Linked DNA regions of Sus scrofa: all the other regions are linked to region 3. Evidence: chromatin contacts called from public Hi-C and HiChIP or PLAC-seq data. All regions are on one chromosome and are shown on one strand. Each heading gives the region's core, a stretch centred on a gene start, on an enhancer-like site or on the middle of the called end of the contact. The rest is flanking DNA. Distances are from core to core; before and after follow the strand shown.

Region 1 (4,335 bases), core at 537-3,036, 46 kb after region 3:
TCTCAGTCTTGGCATTACTGATATTCTGGGCTGGATGGTTCTTTCTTGTGGGGGCCTTCCTACCCATTGTAGGATGTTAAGTTAGCTTCTCCAGCCTCTATCCACTAGACGCAAGAAACACTCTTCAGCTGTGGCAACCGAAATGTCTTCAAACATTGCCAAGTGTCTCCTGGGGGGACTAAACCACCACCATTTAAGAACCACTGGGTGAAATGAGTACAAGTGGTCTCAGCTATAGATGACACTTAAGAAAAAAAGATGGAAACATACCACTCAGTTACATAATAAATTACAGATTCAGTAGGATGCCCCAAATTGAAAACCAAATCATAATCATGGAACGTGTCTCCACTTGGTATTTTGCAACCTTTCTTTAAGGGATTAATAACATGATGTTATTCCTTTCTAGGAATACAAATCACTCTGTAAGGACCTATTTCTATTCTACTACTCTCAGCATCTGCAGTCACCTTCTGGACGTCTGGTCACGGTGAAGTGTAAGGTCTTAGAGTGAGGACAAAGGCCTCCTCCAATCATAAAGCTCATTTTTCGATCAGGGGATGTTTGCTGGTCCCCTCAAAACCAGCCAAGGCAACAGTGAGTGTACTTCAAAGAGTCCTTGTAAGTCACAAGTCACTTACATTCCAAAACAAGAATCTGCTTGTTTTAGTACACTTCACTCTACGCAAATGTCAGTCAAATCAACACATGAAGTACAGCTTTGGCTATGAGGGACAGTAGCAGATGGCAGGGCTGGAGGGGGTGTGTGTGCGCGCGCGCACGCGCATCTGTATTAGACATTGCCTAGCAGGAGAAACCATCGGACTCACAAAGAAAAGAAATGTAAATAACACCGGACATTCAGAAGACATGAAATCAGATGCTTGTCTATTTGGTTTAATTGTTCTAAAAGCTATCAAACATGCTCTTTCTATAAGCATTCTGCTCTTGCTGTTTTTAAAATTTTCTATCATATATCTCCTAAAGAAAAACACATACATAAAGATATATAGTTCGACATCACAATCATACGTTTAATGGAACAAAATCATACAGTTTCTGTTCTCAGTGTTGAGTCAATTCTTACATGTTTTTAAATCTTTCCTTCCCCTTTGCAGCAAAGTAGTTATTAGTTGCTTTCAAAAGACTGTACATCTAATTCACAAGAAGTGACTCACAATAATTCACAAGAAGTGATTATCGTTCACAAAACAATGAAAACACAATGAGTGAAACCTTGGGATCTGTCTTCTTTCTAAACCACCACTTCCCATCAGGAAGGCGGAGAGTGAGCGGAGCGCAAGAAGCGGTAGTCTGCGGTAAAACTACAATCTAGCGTTACCACGAGTTGGTATCAAGATAAACGGGTCACTGCTGGCGCTTTACTTAGTACAAGACAACACTGCACTTCACTACGGCTCATCATCGCTCCCTAGGGAGGCCAGGACTGCGTTTATCACGGGAAAAGCTGGAAACTCCAGGGGACAGAAGCAGAAATCTGTCAGAGAGGGAAAGTGCCGGACCAGGAAACTTATTTCCGACCCTCGAGAGGGTAAGGCGATACCAGACCTCCGCCGCTCCAGCGTGTTCACCACAGAACCTTTTCCCCGCTGCCACCACCATCCTGCAGAACCGCTTCTTCTTTTCCACATAGTAACCGCATCGCCCCTCTGCTGGAGAGTCAGTTCCATGCGGTGTCGGCGCAGAAGCCGCCATAATTCAGGGCTTACTTCAGGTAGCAAGCATCGATCCGGCGAAGAGAGGAAAAGTTGTTAGCGCCTCTCGGGTTCCCTTCCCTTAACAAATATGGCGGCCTCGGATCCCGCCACGCAGGAGGGTACCCGGAACGACCGCCCAGCCGTCACAAAACCGGAAGAAGCTGATGGTGGCCGGCGAGGCCCAAACCTCCTCCGTATCGTCTCTGCTTCACTTTCCCCGCCTCTTCCGCGGAAGCCGAGCGCCAAACTTAAACAGGCCCCGGAGGCCTTTCAGGCTAGTACCGCTGACCCGCCGGCCCGTTTGGGTTTTTCCGCACACCGGCCGGGGCAGGGGTTCAGCATGAGCCAGATTCTGTTCCAGCAACTCGTCCCGTTGCAGGTGAAATGTAAAGACTGCGAGGAGAGGTGAGGGCCGCGTTACTCTGTGCCCGCGGGTGGCGGTTAGGGGTCGGGCCAAGGGGGAAAGATGGCGGCTCCGGCCGGTGGGCCCCGGCCTGCGCTGGGTGTGCGGCCCATCTCCCCGGGCCGCGGAGACAGAGCTGGCTGGGACCTCGTGGTCGTTTCAAAGTCTGCCGTTGCTGGGGAGGGAAGAGTGAGGAATGGGTCGCCGACCCGCATCAGTTTTTGTGTGTGTTTTTTTTTAAGTCTTATCTCTGGATGTTGTCATGGAGATGATAGCCCATTTCTCTTTTTGACGGATAAGAAGTCTGGCTCAGAGAAATTAAGTAATTTGCGTGAGAGCTCACGAGTTCACGGCGGGCGGGCACTAGAATTCAGGCTTTGGCTCACGGCCCTTTTTCCCCCCTCTCTCCTTTGAACGCTACTGGAAGTAAATGCAAGGTTAGACTTAAAAAAAAAAAAAAAACTCTACAAATTTGTGGTGTATTGCCTCTCTTTCGTCATAGTTACTAAAAATAAATTACGTGTAATAAATTGAAAAACAATTGTTGAAAACCATATATTCATTTAGTCATTCAACAAACGTTGAACACTCTTCCTGGGCACCGGGGATACAGTGATCAGGAGAGTTCTTGTGTTGGTGGAGTTTACAGTCTGGTGAGGGTGGAAATAAAGGCCAGTATCACAGATAAATGTAAAAGTTACAACTTTGGTTAAAGAGGTGGTGCTGTTGAGGCCGAAGTAGGGAGATTTGGCAGGAGATTTCAATTTTGTCTCAAGTGCACCACTCAGTGTCAGCTGGCTCCTCTCTGAACCTTGATTTTCCTCATTAGTAAAGCTGATAAAACATGGCTACCTACATGGTTGGTTGTTAATGAGGATCAGGTGTGAAAATATATGTGAAAACTAAGTGGTGTGGAAATGTGACATTAAAAGAAATGAAGACATTGATTTGTTGAGCTGCCAGTGATGTGAAATTAGTATGTAGTTCAGAATTAGGTCCAGAATCAATTGGCAAGCCAGGGAGGAGATGGTACCAAAACCAGCAGCTGTAAATGGAGATTTGTAGACTAGTTGGTTATTCTTTTGTGCTGCCCAATATGGGAGCCACTATGTTTATTGGACATTTGAAATGGAGCTAATCGGAACCGATGTGGCATGAGTAAAATGCACGTTGGACTTTGAAAACTTACTATGAGAAAAAAGGTATGTAAAATGTTTCCATTTTTATATTGATGGAATTTATAAATCATTATCTTAACATGTATTTTGCATTTTGCATATATAGGCAATATTTTGGATATATAGGGTTAAATATTAAAATTAATTTATCCGTTTTAATTTTTTAAATGTGGCTTCTAAAAAGTTAAAGATTACATAGGTGGCTTCATTGTATCTCTGTTGGACAGCCCTGTTCTGGAATGATTATAGAGAGATAAAATGTTGGGGGGGCATAATTTCTGATTCCAATATTGAAACTCCTAGCACTTCTTCATCTCATTACATTGTCATCACAGTTACCTCCTTAAAACACTATTTCAGCCTTTTCATTTCTCTTGCTTAGAAAGGTTTCATGTATTCCTTTCTCCTGCAGCAGGGGTCAGCACACTATTAGAGCCCATGGACCAAATGGCCCACTGCCTTTTTTTGTAAAGCTTTATTTTATATTTTTACAGTAGCATCTGTAGCATAAGGAAGTTCCCCAGCCAGGGGTTGAATTGGAGCTGCAGCTGAGGCCTACACCACAGCCACAGCAATGCCAGGTCTTTAACCCATTGGGTGAGGCCAGGAATCGAACCCACATCCTCATAGAGGCAATGTCAGGTCCTTAATCCACTGCACCGCAACGGGAAACCTGATAAAGCTCTGTTAAATGCAGCTGTTCTCATCTGTTCAAGAATTACCTATTGCTGCTTCTGTGCTGTAAGGGCAGAAATGAATAAATGTAACAGAGACCTTATGGCCTGCAAAGCCTAAAATATTTACCATGTGGCCCTTGACTTACAGGAAAAACAATCCAGGCTCTTTAAACAATCCAGTTCAACACTTGTTTGTGAATGCCTACTGTGTATTAGGCGCTGTCCTAGGTGCTGAGGATATAAAGCTCCCTTCCTCCAACAACAGCAGCAAAAAAAGTTTTCATTCTAGCCGTCAAGGATCTCACACTTTAATAAGGAAAACAGAAAGGTTTTTCTTTTTTGGAGAGGCAGCATGGCAC
Region 2 (4,447 bases), core at 132-2,631, 55 kb before region 3:
TAAAGTTAGGTAAAGTAGAAAAACGTGGGGAATTCCCCGTTTTGGCTCCATGGGTTAAGAACCCTACATGGTGCGGGTTTGATCCCTGGCCTCACTCAGTGGGTTAAGGATCTGGAGTTACTGCAAATTTCGGTGCAGGTCCCACGTTGCTGTGGCTATGGTGTAGGCTGGCAGCTGCAGACCCATAGCCCAGGAACGTCCATATGCACAGGTATGGCCCTGAAAAGAAAAGGGAAAAAAAAAAAAAAAAGAGGAAGAAGGTGTTATAGGGACCTTGGGAAGAAAAATAATTCAGTTCAAAGGCATAGCTACTTTACCTCTTTATACAAACACAGGCATATAGTATATTTTTAGTACCTATAAAATATTTTGTTGGAAAGTTAAAAAAATCAAAGTAGCAGAAGAGAGAGAGAGAATACACTGAAAGGCAAATAAGGCAAAAGTCTGACTTTGAGTAATATTAGTGAATTTATGAAATACATGAAATTTTGTTTTACAGCCACTCATCTTCAGTGTTGAGGATTTATGATTTTTCCTTTGTTCTGGCCTTTTCCTCTGTAATTCTTTAGACATCTGTACAGATTTTCATTCCTATTTAAGAGGCTAGAATAGAAAAGTATCATCCTGGACATTTCTACCAATTAGTTTCCTAGTTGCTGTGAGGAGGATTGACAATTAAAGCGCTAATCTTTTCTTTATCGGTTTCACCGACATCTATTCGGCATTTCTCCATGAGGCAGGTAAATCCAGGTACTGTGTCTGTGATGTATATTGCCTGTGTTGGGTAGCAACATCGTGCAGCATTATCCCAGAAGGAGAGGTAACCTCGATGACGTTTATCTCAAACCTGGTAGTCTTGTTCATCTTCCATGAAAAAAAAATCTAAAAGCCAATTTCAGTAACCAAGAACTTTCAATGAAGTGAGAAATGCCAGGCATTAGGAAGTATTCCAGCATAGACTTGACTCCACCATGGGTACAGACCCTTGCTACAGAGTACAGTACCGTCTCCTGTAACCAAGGTGGTTATATTAACAAGCTGAAGGAATGTTTCTGTTTTGTTTTGTTTTTTTTCCTTCCTACTTATCCTGCAGATCTTACTTCAACCTAAATTTCTCCAGGTGAATACCCTTCATGTTTCTTTAACATACTCTATTTCCTCCGTTACTTGGACCGAAAAGACGATCGTGAGGGCACATTACTTACACAGCAGTGCTTTACTCAGAAGCGTCACGGAAATTAAATTTGCACTGCCCTCCTCCCCACTTGGCTCCCCTCCCCCAGGCTCTTTCCCTCTCCGCAGGGCGCCCCGCCCCCTCTGGGGTTATTCTCAGCCCCGCCCCGCTCCCTGGTTGGCTCTTGGGTGGGAGGCTCGTTCCTTCGCTCTCCACCCGAGGCTTGGGGGAGGCGCGTTTTCCGGCTCCGGATAGGTCCCCGCCGGGGCAGCTCGTCCAACCCCGGAGCAGTTGTCATTTCCGGAGTAAGATGGCTGCAGCGCGTGTGCTGAGGACCTGGAGCCGCAATGCTGGGCGGCTGGTAAGCAGGTTGGGCAGATCTGAGGTCGGGAAGATGTGGTTGTCCGGCGTCACCTGGGGGAGGTGTGTTAACTTTGTCCTCCGAGTGCCTCGCGTGCAGGTCTCGCGTGATGGAAAGGTGGAGGGATGTGTGCACAACGAAGGGCAGCGAAGGTGGCGAGCCAACCTGGCTGGAGACCCAGTTTCTCTCCTTACCTGCGTGCGCTTCTGAGGTAACCCGGTCTTCCTCCCGCTCCATCTGAACCCCAAAGCCCAGCTCGACTTTGGCCCAGTAGCCATTCACTGAGCACCCTCTGGGTACCGGGCACTGGAGGTACGGAGATATACTATATTCATTCAGCATTTATTGAGCATCTCTTTGTCCCGGACGCTGGTAATTACGACTCCTGCCCTCGAGGAATTTACAGTCCAGAGGAGGAGACTGGGCAAGGAAACAACTCCTTAAGTCCTTGCTTGAGCAGCGGAGAGGTTCAAGCTTTGTTCTTTGGGCTTATACTTGCCTCCTACATCTGCACCGGTATCTTTCCAAACTTTTGTATCACCAGAGTTACCATTCATCACTATTTCCCCTTCTTGTCTCCCCTTTGACACAGTTCCCTTTGCTGAGATGAAACTGTTAACATCCCTGTAAGCATAGTGTTTCGTCCTATTTGCATAGCGTTTATCGTCCTGAGTCCACTCTTTTGGATTTTTCTACAGTGTTCGACCCCTGACGTTACAAAACCTTTCAAGAGCCTGCTATGTAGCAGGTACAGTGCTAGGAATTGGGGATGCAAATGTGAATAAGACTAGACTGAACTCTACCCTCTCAGTTTAATTACAGCCGTGCTGTCTGGCACAGGGCAGAGAGAGAAGGATATTAAACAAGCAATTACAGCACAGCACGAAAAGATGAGGCAAATGCCCAGAAAATACTGTGAGATTTGAAATTTGTGAAAACTAAGTAGGAGGTAACCAGAAGAAAGCCTGCCTTCTTTTGAAAGCTCTTCATCCTTGTTTTCTCTGACACCAACTTCCCGATATTACTCTTCCCACATCTTTGAACACTTGATCCCAACCTCCTCCTTTTTCCCTGCCTAACTGGTAAATATTGGTGTTTCTAAAGGTTCTGACTTGGCAGTCTGTATTTCATGCACGTCCTGGGTTACCTCATCCAGTTCTTTGATTTAAGTTGCCATTTATATGCTGATGATTCCTGAAGTTCCCATCTCTGAGCCAGCTCTACTCCAGACCTATCATATGTCTTACTCTCCTGGAAATCTTCAAATTGAATGTGTATTAGGTGTTTGTCAGCTATTAAGTAATAAACCCAATCAATATGTACATGTGTATACAAATAAGTACCTGTGTTAAGTACCTGTGTATACAAAACACCTGACAGGTGGCACCTGGCACTGATTAAATGGTTCATCCTTATCAGGGTTCTTATTTCATCAGTTCATTTGGCCTTTCTCTCAGGATCACGGGACGGCTGCTATAACTATGTGTTCAAAGAAAGAAAGAAAGTGTTGAAACACTGAGACTCACTGGCTAGAACTGTGTTACAGGGGAGCTTGGAAGGGCTAGTCTTGAGCCATCTCACAGTGTTTGCTCTAAGGCCTCCAAGCCGCATTAGACCCTAGGCTCTGTAACTAAACCCTCAAACCTGGTTCTCTTGATTCTAGCCTGGAAGTCTCTCAAAAATCTAGTCCCTGGAGTTCCCGTCGTGGCGCAGTGGTTAACGAATCCGACTAGGAACCATGAGGTTGCGGGTTCGGTCCCTGCCCTTGCTCAGTGGGTTAATGATCCGGCGTTGCCGTGAGCTGTGGTGTAGGTTGCAGACGCGGCTCGGATCCCACGTTGCTGTGGCTGTGGTGTAGGCCGGTGGCTACAGCTCCAATTCGACCCCTAGCCTGGGAACCTCCATATGCCGCGGGAGCGGCCCAAAAAGACAAAAAAAAAAAAAAAAATCTAGTCCCTGTCTCCAATTACAGATAATCCCTAGATCTTCCTAAACTGGGCTTCTACCTCTTATCTTGTGCCTTGCCAACTCATTCTCCATAGTGTTGCCAGAGTGATCTTATGGTGTAAGACATGCATTTGAGAATGTCATTACCTTGCTTAAAACTGATTTCAGCAAAATCCTTAGAATTCAGATGACTGTGAAGCAATTTATGAGCAATTTCCAATCTCTCAGGCCTCATTCCTTGCTAAAACTCACCCGCTCAACCCTGACACTGATGCTTTACTATCAGCCCACACTAATAACTACACCAGAAGTATATTGAACAATTTCAGTTACTTGAACACAGACTGTTCTCTCCCTCTCTGAACTCCAAACCTCTGCACATGCATTTCCTCTGGTTTAAAGACTTGCCTTAATCCTCTAACAGTCTTATCTGCAACACATCTCACCTATGGGTGACTCCTTCTCATCCCTTAGATCTTACTTCAAGTTCACTTTCTACAGGTAGGGTCCCTCCTTATGTTTTCTTAACACTGTCTCTCCCATTTTAACACTGTTGTAATCGCCAGGGTTATTTTTACTTTTTACAGTATGGACTGTTCCTTCCATAAGGGAAGGAATCACATGAATTTTGTTCTCTAAGTGCCTGGTACATAGTATGTACTCGATAAACATTTGTTGAACAACTCAGTAATAAGTCTTCTTTTTTCATCTGTTGTAAAAATTATAAGCAACAAGAGGTCTTATCACCTATAGTGAATTATTAAGAAACGCTTATGTTGTGTTTATACTCCATATGACATCATGCATTTGACTCTTGATTAATTTACCCTATCATCTTGAATTTTTCTATTTTGACTGTCTTCCTCCAGTAAAGTGTAAGAAATTTGAATTCAGAGACTCTATTCTGTATCTTATTTAGCTTTGAATTCCCAAGTGCAAGCAATCCTGTCTTAAGTTGTGCTCAG
Region 3 (4,213 bases), core at 1,039-3,538:
TGTTTGTTTGTTTTGTTTTGTCTTTTTGCCTTTTCTAGGGCTGCCCCCGAGGCATATGGAGGTTCCCAGGCTAGGGATCCAATCGGAGCTGTAGCCGCCAGCCTACGCCAGAGCCACGGCAACTTGGGATACAAACCGTGTCTGCAACCTACACCACAGCTCACAGCAACACCGGATCCTTAACTCACTGAGCAAGACCAGGGATCGAACCTGCAACCTCATGGTTCCTAGTCAGATTCATTAACCACTGTGCCACTATGGGAACTCCTGTGATACAGCTTTGATCCCTGGCCCAGGAACTTCCATGTGCTGTGAGCTTGGCCATTTAAAAAAAAAAAAAAAAAAAAAGAATTTAGGCATAGGAAGTTTAAGTTACTTGTCTGAGATACACAATGGGAGCTGATGTATTTAAGAATATGGAGATTTCATCACAAAGTTAAAAAAATAAAGAATATGGAGATTTCGTGATAGGTACACAGAAAATTAAGCAAGTAAAAAAAATAACACTTCAGAAAAAAACCAGAAAATACCCAAGAAAAGGAAAGTAATCATTTCCACTATTTGGTTCATCTATGAATGATATTTACAAATAATAATACTACTGATTTAAGAAAAATTGTGATATAATCTCTATATATTGGGAAGACAGGAGGAGGAGAAATATAGGATAATGAGTGGGTGGTTTAAGACTGCAGAATTCTCATCTTCCAGAGTAACAGTAGGTGATTCTGAAGTTAGTAGGTGAAGAAATAGCGTATTTTTGAAATATGCATATTTTTGAAAATGTAACAAGAAATTTTTAAAATAGCTGTGTCATGGGAGTGCCGAGAATGGCTCAGTGGTAACACCCAACTAGTAACTGTGAGGATGCAGGTTTGATCCCTGGTCTCACTCAATGAGTTAGGGATCTGGCGTTATTGAGAGCTGCAGTGTAGGTCACAGATGCAGCTTAGATCCCGAGTGGCCGTGGCTGTGGCACAGGCCAGCAGCTGTAGCTCTGATTCGACCCCTAGCCTGGGAACCTGTATATGCCATGGGTGCAGCCCTAAAAAGCCAAAAAAAAGAAAAAAGTGTGTCAGTTTCTCTAATGCAAAGAACAATTCTCCCTAACAATTTTTTTTTTCCCCTTTGGCTTTTTAGGGCTGCATCCTTGGCTAGGGTCAAATCGGAGCTGCACCTGACAGCCTACTCCACAACCACAGCAACTCGGGATTTGAGTCTCATTTGCAGCCTACACCACAGCTCAGAGCAATCTTAACCCAGATCCTTAACCCACTGAGTGAGGCCAAGGATTGAACACACGTCCTCATGGATAATAGTCGGGTTCATTAACCATCGAGCCATGATGGGAACTCCCCCATCCCAGCAAGTTTAAGGAAGGGCCATTAGTGCACAACACAGCTCCTGGAGTCATATCTCATGGCCTATGTAGGGGGCTGCTGAGGGTGGCCCAGGACCTGCTGCATCCACAAGGTCAGGAAACTTGCTGCCAAAACTAACCCCTGAATATACTATCTCTGTGGTGCCCACAGCAGCAAAAATGGACTCCAGGCAGCTCCGGCAGCCAGGGAGTATACATCCCGATTGGAGATGGACAGCGTAGGCGAATGTACATACGGAGACAGCCTCTTTGTCCCTTCTTTTAGGGCGCTGGACTGCTCAAATTTTATTAGCATAAGTGGTTGATTATATAGACAGTTTTTTACTGCAGATTACATCATAGTGTTAAAAGTACATTGGTTAACTCTTAGGCTTTGTTTTTTTATCACATGGTACAGTACAATACATCACATTTTAAATCTTCAACTTAACCAAATTTAATGAGTACAATTCAAGGACAAACAGGTGTAGCATATCATGTGGGAAAGCAGAGACTCAGCACAAACCATCTCATGGCCAGCCAAGTCCCACAAGCTGAAGAAGTTACAAAAATCTGGCATTTACAAATCTTGTTTTTAGACTAGTGTATATCTTCAAAGTGTCCTTGGCAGGGAAACAGTATGACAAAATACAAATCAACTTAGCTAGCTACCACTAAAAGTTTCTAAAGTCAAGGACAAGACTCACAGCTGGGTTTCTTTTGATCAAGAATAATATATGTCTAACTTCTATAAACCTCATTAGAATCCTAACTCTAAAGATTACTGTAGCTCGTTAGTAGATAAACACTATATATTAATTAAGTTGGATATGAATAGGAAAAAGTCCTATTTTTTATAATAAATTTCATCCTGGCCAGGAGCCCACCTTCGGCTTGTACCGTTCAGGTGAGCTCCCTTCCTAGGTTAGGAACTTGCCTTCAGGTTTCTTTGCCATTAGGCAAAATTCTTTTTTTGAGTCCCTGCATCTTCTCGGCTCCCCGCAAGTCACATTATTTTTCGGGAGCTTAGAAATAGTCACGCCTGAGGGTTTTAAAATACCTGCAGCACAGCATTTTGCCGTGTACGGAATGCTCTCACATACATTATATCAGTTGATCCTGCGCACAGAAGCTCCATGTGATTTTTTGCTATTCTCAGCTTTGTCCATGGACTAAAATTAGAACTGGGCTGACATTGCATTCCACTTGGTTAGAGTCTGACTGAGGATTTTAATCATTCGGAGTCACCCTGAAAACAATACTCCCCGAAGTCCGCTCTTAGCTGATAATCACTAATTTGGGGGGATGCCGGCTTCTGCATCCACTGCCCATGGTAAGTATTTTTCAAAACCTTCTTTTCCCACTCTTGGCATAAAGAGAGTGCTATTGATGTCTCTACTGTGTCTGTATTTGCTGCACTATCAACTAAACTTAGAATTGAGTTTAAAAGTCTCTTTGAGGGTTCATAGTCATTCAGGTAGTTGTCTTCCTCCAGAAGGTCAATTTCCCTGGAAGTTAAGAAGTATTTCTTCTGAGATCGTAGTTCTTTTGCTTTCTTTTGACTCTGGGAAGCCGACTCCCCAGTCGTGTCATAGCCATGCTTACCTTACTGCTGTGCTACGTGGTTTCCTGTTATAGTAATAACCAAGGTAGAGAACACCAGCCTGTGTTGGAGGTAGAAATACATCCATCACTACTGACTTGCTTCCCTCAAAGGGGCATCGGTCACTATTATGGGGAAACTGAGGGCTCAAGTGTAATGACAAATGGGGAAATGAATAGCATGTGAATTGTTACATGGGTTTAGTAACATACGCATTTACATGTAGATTCTTGACATTTAAAAAATGTCTTATTGGAGTTCCCGTTGTGGCGCAGTGGTTAACGAATCTGACTAGGAACCATGAGGTTGCGGGTTTGACCCCTGGCCTTGCTCAGTGGGTTAAGGATCTGGTGTTGCCGTGAGCTGTGGTGTGGGTCACAGAAGTGGCTTGGATCCTGCGTTGCTGTGGCTCTGGTGTAGGCCAGCGGCTATGGCTCCTATTCGACCCCTAGCCTGGGAATCTCCATATGCCGCGGGAGTGGCTCTAGAAAAGGCAAAAAAACAAACAAACAAAAAAAAGTCTTATTATTTGATAAACAAATAAATTGTAGCTGGACTGTGACATACCCAGAGGACTGAATTATCAGCATGAGTATCCCAAGTTTTTTGATGGCAGAAAGACCTGGCAAATCTGTTCCTGTTTAAATTCTGCCTGTAGGACTTCTTATCGCGGTGCAGTGGAAACAAATCCGACTAGGAACCATGAGGTTGCAGGTTCAATCCCTGGTCTTGCTCAGTGGGTTAGGGATCCAGCATTGCCGTGAGCTGTGGTGTAGGTCGCAGATGCAGCTCCGATCTGGCACTGCTGTGGCTGTGGTGTAGGCCAGCAGCTGTAGCTCCAATTAGACCCCTAGCCTGGGAACTACCACATGCCTCGGCTGTGGCCCTAAAAAGATAAAAGACAAAAATAAATAAGTAAATAAAAAATAAATTCTGCATGTATTGCTTAAAAATAAGGACCACCTCCTAATAATTTTCTGTGTGTTGGCCATTTTATATTCCTCCTAAAATGTTAAACTCTTTTCCTCTGTAATACATTTTTCTCTCTCTGTCTCTTTTTCACACAGGAATTGTATACTTGGTTTGAAGAAATCAGTAATTTAGATTTAAGTCAGTAATTTAGAGGAGATTAATAATAAAAGCAATATTATCTATCTAATTTCTATCATCCTGGACAAAATGATTTTAAATATTTCAGGATTTAGTTTTCAATATTTATCTCCATAATACTTTTTTTTTTCTTTTTTAAA

What was found. A called contact is a pair of places that touch in the nucleus more often than the background predicts. HiChIP or PLAC-seq counts read pairs in DNA pulled down with a chosen protein or histone mark.
Region 1: an H3K27ac HiChIP or PLAC-seq map of skeletal muscle shows a contact between it and region 3. The contact joins the promoter of SASS6 here to the promoter of LRRC39 in region 3. A contact is called at or near these places in 2 of 47 Hi-C or Micro-C datasets (epiblast stem cells and fetal liver) and 1 of 2 datasets of contacts at active chromatin or transcription factors (skeletal muscle).
Region 2: a contact with region 3 is called in a Hi-C map of psoas muscle, with 1.5 times the contacts expected there. The contact joins the promoter of DBT here to the promoter of LRRC39 in region 3. A contact is called at or near these places in 3 of 47 Hi-C or Micro-C datasets (heart right ventricle, psoas muscle and skeletal muscle) and 1 of 2 datasets of contacts at active chromatin or transcription factors (skeletal muscle).

What each region holds. Positions count from the first base shown.
Region 1 is chr4:117,983,813-117,988,147 of Sscrofa11.1, forward strand. It overlaps SASS6 (spindle assembly abnormal protein 6 homolog), which reads left to right and starts at 1,787. Exons shown (of 17, transcript XM_021090148.1): 1 at 1,787-2,123. The coding sequence starts at 1,807. TRMT13 (tRNA:m(4)X modification enzyme TRM13 homolog) reads right to left here and starts at 1,821. Exons shown (of 10, transcript XR_002343574.1): 1 at 1,570-1,821.
Region 2 is chr4:117,883,276-117,887,722 of Sscrofa11.1, forward strand. DBT (lipoamide acyltransferase component of branched-chain alpha-keto acid dehydrogenase complex, mitochondrial) reads left to right here and starts at 1,382. Exons shown (of 11, transcript XM_003481505.4): 1 at 1,382-1,535. The coding sequence starts at 1,485.
Region 3 is chr4:117,937,316-117,941,528 of Sscrofa11.1, forward strand. It overlaps LRRC39 (leucine-rich repeat-containing protein 39), which reads left to right and starts at 2,289. Exons shown (of 9, transcript XM_021090152.1): 1 at 2,289-2,693.